Linked DNA regions of Urocitellus parryii: region 2 is linked to region 1. Evidence: chromatin contacts called from public Hi-C data. All regions are on one chromosome and are shown on one strand. Each heading gives the region's core, a stretch centred on a gene start, on an enhancer-like site or on the middle of the called end of the contact. The rest is flanking DNA. Distances are from core to core; before and after follow the strand shown. Region 1 holds the start of Rps10 (ribosomal protein S10). Region 2 holds the start of Smim29 (small integral membrane protein 29).

The links. Hi-C and Micro-C count contacts between places; a contact is called where the count stands out from the background.
Region 2: a Hi-C map of muscle shows a contact between it and region 1, with 4 times the contacts expected there. The contact joins the promoter of Smim29 here to the promoter of Rps10 in region 1. A contact is called at or near these places in 2 of 2 Hi-C or Micro-C datasets (liver and muscle).

The regions. Positions count from the first base shown.
Region 1 is chr8:115,818,143-115,821,686 of mUroPar1.hap1, forward strand. Rps10 (ribosomal protein S10) reads left to right here and starts at 1,523. Exons shown (of 6, transcript XM_026383399.2): 1 at 1,523-1,628; 2 at 2,475-2,624; 3 at 2,894-3,065. The coding sequence starts at 2,475.
Region 2 is chr8:115,963,636-115,967,179 of mUroPar1.hap1, forward strand. Smim29 (small integral membrane protein 29) reads left to right here and starts at 1,901. Exons shown (of 5, transcript XM_026383613.2): 1 at 1,901-1,988; 2 at 3,089-3,212; 3 at 3,442-3,467. The coding sequence starts at 3,162. LOC113179174 (a long non-coding RNA gene) reads right to left here and starts at 3,049. Exons shown (of 4, transcript XR_013344180.1): 1 at 2,292-3,049; 2 at 344-404; 3 at 39-208.

The DNA of each region.
Region 1 (3,544 bases), core at 273-2,772:
CTCTCCAGAGGATCTCAGATCCTCACAGCATCTTGGATGATGTCCTTCCCTAGCCTAACCCAGCTCTCTCCCACAGGACACAGGCTTAGCTCTATCTGAAATCACCCTGAGAACCTGAAAAATCTGTGATGAAAGGCTAGGGTTGTAGCTGGGTGACAGCGTCTGCTTAGCATGCACTAGGCCCTGGGTTCAATCCCCAGACACAGATACAAATGTGACATGAGGTGAACAGCTTTATTGTGTACAGAATGAGTCATACCAAAAAAAGAGGAATCAACACTGAAGAGTAAGTAGTAAAAATGAAAAGACAATTTATAAAAGATGGAACAAATATTCTAAAAAGAAAAAAATGTTTAACCACATTAGTAATAAAATAAATATATATATACATTTAAAAAGCAGGAAAATTAGCATTTCACTTTTTAGAATGGCCAAAAAGCATAAGAATGATATCCTTCAATATCAGCAGGGATAATGAGAGTGAGCTTTTTTTTTTTTTTTTTTTTTTTGATGCTGAGGATTGAACCAAGGGCCTTGTGCATGCAAGGCAAGCACTCCACCAACTGAGCTATATCCCCAGCCCCCTAATGAGAGTGAGCTTTAATAACTGCTGGCATGAGTGTAACCGATAATGCTCTCTGTAACTCAACACCGTGCCTGTAAGAAGCCTGAGATGCATGCTTTCTCACTCAGTAGTTATACATTCAGGATTAAGCTAAAGAAAAATACTGGGCAAGGGTGCAAATATGTGTGTAGCATTGCTTATGATTGCGATTTTTAAATAAATGGTTATAAAGCGTTTATTCAACAGTGGATTACTATTCAGCCATCAAAATTGTAATTTTTAATATGAAAAGATTCATGACATTCTTTTAAGGAAAAAACAGCTTGCAAAACATATCATGCATTACATACAAAAATCCTATTTTTGTTAACTTTTTTTTTTTTGTACTAGGGACTGAGCTCAGGAACACTTACAACAAAACGACGTTTCTAGTCCTTTTTATTTTGAGTCAGGGTCTCCCTGATTTGCTTAGGGCCTCATTAAGTTGCTGAGGCTGGCCTTGAACTTAGCAGTCCTCCGGCCTCAGCCTCCCGAATCACTGATATTATAGGCGTGAGCCACTACGCCGGGCTTGTTAAAAGTTTTAAAAATAATAATACATTTGTGTGGGTGCATGTGAGTTTGGGAGAACATATACTCTAAACAATGATTATCTTTTGTTGGGGAACTATTTTTATTTGTGTATTTTTTTTATTTACCTGTACGTTTTCTCTCTTCCTACTCAAACAGCATATAAAACAGCATATACCACTTGCATAAGTTAAATTACCGATGGGAAAGACACGTGTTTCTAAAGACACGGTCTAAATACAAGCGACCATTTATTTATCTGTTCATAAAGCACGCAGGCTCCCGAGCTCCCGCCCGGCGGCGGTTTCCTGGCTCCTGAATCCGAGAAGCCGACACTGGTCGCCAGAGCCTCCCACTCTTCAGGCACCGCCAAGGACACCCCAGGCCGCGCGCGGGTCCTGGCTGTGGGCGGGGCCGCGCAGCCCGGAAGAGACGCTGTGCCGCGCATGCCCCTTCCTTTCCAGCCTCGGCCTCGGACCCTGAAGCCTCCGCGGTGAGTTCCTCTGGCGTTCGGGTTCCATCTGCCACCATCGGGCCGTCCTGTCGTCATAGCGGCCGTGTCTCCCTAGGGCTTGGACCGAGGACCTCTCTGCCCCTCTTGGCACTCCCATTTCTAAGCGGCGAGAAGGGTTGGGGGGTGTTGTTTAGGGAGTTAGAGGGGTGCTGGTAGGCGAAGTTCGGCGTCCTGATGGCGGAAGACGGAGGAGGGGAGTTTGAAGCCCTAGTGTGGCGGGGACCAGCCAGGCGAGGCTAGGGAGGCCGTACCCCACCTGCACGCGTTTCCTTCGCGGGAGGATCTTTCGCCTGGCCCTGGAGCTCTAGTTTGGGGTAGGGAATTTTAGGGGATGACGGTTGCGGGAACCTTAGTCCTTCTGTTGGGGGTCTGATCTGTGAGGCAGCGGTGGGGGGGGCTTTTCCACTTCCGGGTCCTGCTGTGCGCCTTAAAGTGCAGATGGGAGAATCCCCACTGGGTCGGTCTTGATGACCCCCCAGTACCGCTAGAGTACCATGTCTGCGTACTCCCCACTCCCTGTACCGTTGTGGTTGTCAGAGCTTGTGAAGTTGGATCAGATACGTGTCCATGTCCCTGTTTTAACCTCCTGGCCAGTATTCCATCTGAAACATTAGGTGGTGGGGGAGAGGGCTGGTCTCCAGGGAGTTTATTCTGCTGTTTTTTTTTTTTTTTTTTTTTTTTTTTTTTTTTAGCGTGTCTTCTATGGTGTGTTTTGAATTTTCCATCCACTGGCAGTGATTTTGTGGTCACTTAGGGTCATCAACTTGGTTACTGGGATCCTAGCTACATTGCTCAGAAACGTTCCTCATGATCACTTTCTTGCAGATGTTGATGCCCAAAAAGAATCGGATTGCCATTTATGAACTCCTTTTTAAGGAGGGAGTAATGGTAGCCAAGAAAGATGTCCACATGCCCAAGCACCCAGAGCTGGCAGATAAGAATGTACCCAACCTTCATGTCATGAAGGCCATGCAGGTATGGACTGAGATGGAAATGGGGAGATTTCCCACTAATGTTCAAGGTAGATTCCAACAAGAGATCAGGGTAGCTGCTTGCTTCCTTGAAGGACACTGATGTAGATAAATGCTGTGAAAACTTCTTTCTTTATCCCCTTTGAAGTGCAGAGTTTCCAGCTTCGAATTATGTTCTTTGTTTTGTTTTGAGATGGGATCTCTCACTATTGCACAGTCTGGCCTTAAACTCTTGTTTGGAGGGGATTTCTAAACAGTAGTTTTCTGCCTTAGTCTCTCAAGTCTCGAGGCTACGTGAAGGAACAGTTTGCTTGGAGACACTTCTACTGGTACCTTACCAACGAAGGCATTCAGTATCTCCGTGATTACCTCCATCTGCCACCTGAGATTGTGCCTGCCACTCTGCGCCGTAGCCGACCAGAAACTGGCCGACCTCGGCCTAAAGGTAGGTGCCTAATAAATGCCACCAAGGGCCTGCTCTGAAGCTGCTCTTTTCTGAGGGAAACAGTGTATGTGAAATGGTATGATCTTTTGTGTGGGGGACAGAAGTGTTATTAAAACTTATCATTGGTGTTAGCTTTAGAGGGGATGGTGGCAAGGGCCTTTGGTCAAGTTCTGGAGCCTTTGAACTGAACCCAGGTCTTTGTCCATCCATGAAATTACATTAAACATGAGTAGAATTTTGGTCTTTCTTCTCGAGTGACTGCAAATATTCAGATACATGGCAAGTCATTCAGTGATTATTTTCTAACAGAATGAGATTGTGCTCAAGAAGTCCAGAGCAAAGCTCTTTACCAACATGTAAAAGAAATTAATGGTTTCTTGGCGAGGGGGGCAAAAATTTTAAAAACGGGGGAGAATGGATATGTATATAATTTGGGTGTGAAATAGGCTCCCTTATGAATAAAGTTATCTTCTGGCTCC
Region 2 (3,544 bases), core at 651-3,150, 150 kb after region 1:
GGATACAAAGCCTCAGTTCAGGAGAAAATGGGCCTCACCTGCAGTGTGGGAGGAACAGCTGCCAGGAAGAGTGTCTGTCACCTGACACCCCATCCCACCATTTCCTGGATGATCAGACCATGTCATCACACTTCTCAGGATGTCAGCTTGCTCAGTTCTAAATGGAGTTGCTTAAGCTGCCCTGGGTAGCTTGCACAGGTGTCCTGTCCTAGAAGAGAGGGAAGTAAAACATGTTGAGTCTGACATGGAAGCTGGGCCATTTCCACATACAACATGAGCACTGGACTGACTCACAGAGGACTCTCAGGAAATGTGGCTGGAAGTCCCAAGGATGAGCACAAACCTGGGTATATGGGTAGACAAGAGGGCCTGGGTTCTCAAATTCATCACTTGCTCCCAAGTCCCTGCAAGACAAAGCCCTGGGTGGGTGATTCTCCTTCTTTCCAGACTCAAAAGCCTGAGAGCAGCAGGAGATTCTGCAAGCCCCTAGGCTCCTGGGTTTGTTTCATTCTTTCCCTCTACCCAATTCCCTGCCAGAGTCGGACAGTGGTGTCTGCAGGCAGGCTAGAGGTCAAAGTGCCCATCCGCCCAGTGGGTCTGCCTCTCTCAAAGACTTGTCCTCATTCAGCCTTGTCTGGGGCTTGAATAAACCTAGGACAGCTCAGACCAAGTCACTCACCATGTCCACTGCCAGGTAGCCAGTGGTGAGTGGTTCCCAGCACTTCACACCCACTCCTAAGGGTTCCCCTGGCAAGAATAGGGTGACACGGGCCATCCCTTATCCTCATTACCACCTGATGACCCAAGAGGGCTTCAGTCTGGTTTAGATGCCACAAACTTGATATTCTTTGGTGGTTCCCCCAACACCAAGCCTAGAATAATCTGATCACTTGTGATTTGGGGTGGAAGAGGAGGCTCTGGTTCAAAACTGAATGCATATATAAATTAGTTATAGGTATGTACAGGTATATATACACACATTTGAGGTAAATGTAGACTCAGGTGTTTGGGATTGAACCCATGGGCACTTCACCACCAGGCCACACTCCCCTTTTTTTCTATTTAATAGTTAGGGTCTCCCTAGATTGCTTAGGGCCTGGCTAAGTTGCTAAGGCTGGCTTTGAACTTGCCATCCTCCGGCCTCAGCCTTCTGAGTTGCTGGGATATTGACATTGGTACACTTCACCAGTCTTACTCAGGTTTCTCCAGTCTGTACCATCAGACGGTGAAAACTTTAACCCAAGATTCCTGAGCTGCCTGTGTCCCCTATGACACGGGAAGGAAAGAGAAGAACAAGAGGAATGTAACATTCAGGACACGGCCTATGAACTAGGCTCCTTTTCTGTATCATCCTTTAATCGTCACGACAGCCTGTTTCAGACACTAAGACTGGACACAGAAAGGGTGGGTGGGTGGACCTGGGTCCCCGCCGCTGAGCAGGAAGTAACCCACGCCCCCGCCTCTACCCGCTGAGCACAGCCCAAGAGCCTGTCAACAAATGGAGGCCTTGTGGGCCGGGAGCAGGGTCCTGTCGTGAAGGGTCTGGGCTAGCACGTGGCGTGACACCAGGCCTGAGCTTCAACCAGAAGGGTGACAGCGACGGACGCCCGGCGTCGCCCCCAAGTTCCGACTCCAACTCTCGGGCACCGAGGCGCCCAACCCTGGCCCGCCCGCGGAAAGCGGGGAAACCACCCGCGCCGCCTGCAGCCCCGTGGTCTCCTCCCCCAGCTGCGCAGCCCTCGGCTGCCCCCTGCCGCCGCGGGGTGGACCCTGCACGCCCCGCTGTCCCCGCCTTCTCGCTGCCCACCCCCGCCTCCGGATTGGCTGCTCCGGAAGGCTCGGGCCGTTCGCCTTCCGCTACCGGATTGGCTGCGCCCCGGGGTGAGGCCCCGCCCACCTCCCCGGGTCCTTTGATCACGCGCCCGCCGGCTCTTCCGGGACCCGGGAGCCAACCCTGGGTGTTCCTGTCGGGGCTGCAGCGGCGGGAGGTAAGGCATGGCAGGGTTGGATGGGCTGCCGAGCGCAGGCACGGGTCCACACGTCAGGGTGCCCGGATTCCAAGATGCCGAGGCGCGGGGCGGCCCCTCCACGCTCCCCCAACACTCCACGCCCCCGGCCTGAGCCTCCCAGCACGGTGGGAACTACCTTCCGCCCGCCGCTGCTGGCCAGCATCCTAGGAGCGGCCTGATGCGCTCCGCATCCTGGCTTGCCTCCTCGGTCTGGGACGGCGGAGCCTGTCGCTAGGTATGGGCAAGCCTGATACCCCACGGATACGGGGCAGGGAGCTCTACCTTGCCCTCTGATAGAGACCCAGGCAAACATGGGTCAGGGACCTTGGACAATCTTGGTGCAGCTGCTCCAGGACGACCTTCTCGCTTCTGTCTATGGGGACTGACCCTCTCCACTTCGCCTGTCAACCCTGGCCAGGAGGGGAGGGACCTGGGCGGAGTCCCGGGTGGGGAACGGAGTGAGATGACATCATCTCGAAGATAAGGTCCAGCCCTATCCACTGTGCACATACTGGTACATGAGACTGAGTGGGGTGATAGGGGGTGTCCGGGTTCTTGTGACACCAGGGGTAAGAAGGACATAGAGCCTACGCATGGAGCCTGTAGCCTGAAGTGTGGGGACTGAACCAGAACTGAGGCAGGCCCCTTCAGATGCTCCCATCTCACCTCTAGGTGCAGTCCACCCCTCCTGTTTACCTGATCTCCATTTTGCTCCACTGGATGGGTGCTAACAGCCCAATGTCCAGGTCTGTGACAGGACCTGGAAACCTGCACCTATCCTTTCCCCAACAATTGAGACTCCCAAATGTTCATCCAGCATCTGAGCTGGGCTCCACCCTGACTTAGGGATAGGAGCTGGACAGGAAACAGATCCTGGATCTGGACCTTCCTTTGGTGCCCTTTCCACCCAGGATTGGCCAAGAGTCATTGGAGGATTACACACAGTGTGTTTTTGTAGAGGATGCCTCATCCCAGGGTTTGACCTGGGGCGTTTTTGCAGATCTTGGGCTCTGGGGGAGGGGCTGGGAATTTGGATGTCACTGTAGGAGCAATTGATAACCTCCCTTCCTCCTCCCCAGGGAGCCCTGTGGAGGCACCCTCCCGAGGCACCACTGCCCATGCTGACCACCCAGCCCTCCTGCTGCTGATGTCATGAGTAACACCACAGTGCCCAATGCTCCCCAGGCCAACAGTGACTCCATGGTGGGCTATGTGTTGGGGCCTTTCTTCCTCATCACCCTGGTCGGGGTGGTGGTGGCTGTGGTAAGGAGCCCCCCACATGCACACATAGACACACCTGTGCCCAAGTAGGGGCTGGGTGGGCCTGGTCAGGTGCACACAGCATCTTAGCTGTCCTTCTGAGGGAGTGAAGGGTGTGGAGTTGGGCCTTCCTGGGCTCAGCAGCCTCCACAGTGCTGTGTCTCTGTTACAGGTAATGTATGTGCAGAAGAAAAAGCGGTGAGTGTCCCCACCCCAGTCTGATATTTCTTCCCATAGGATCTGAGTTGTCTGTGTGAGTGATAAAAACGCCCTTG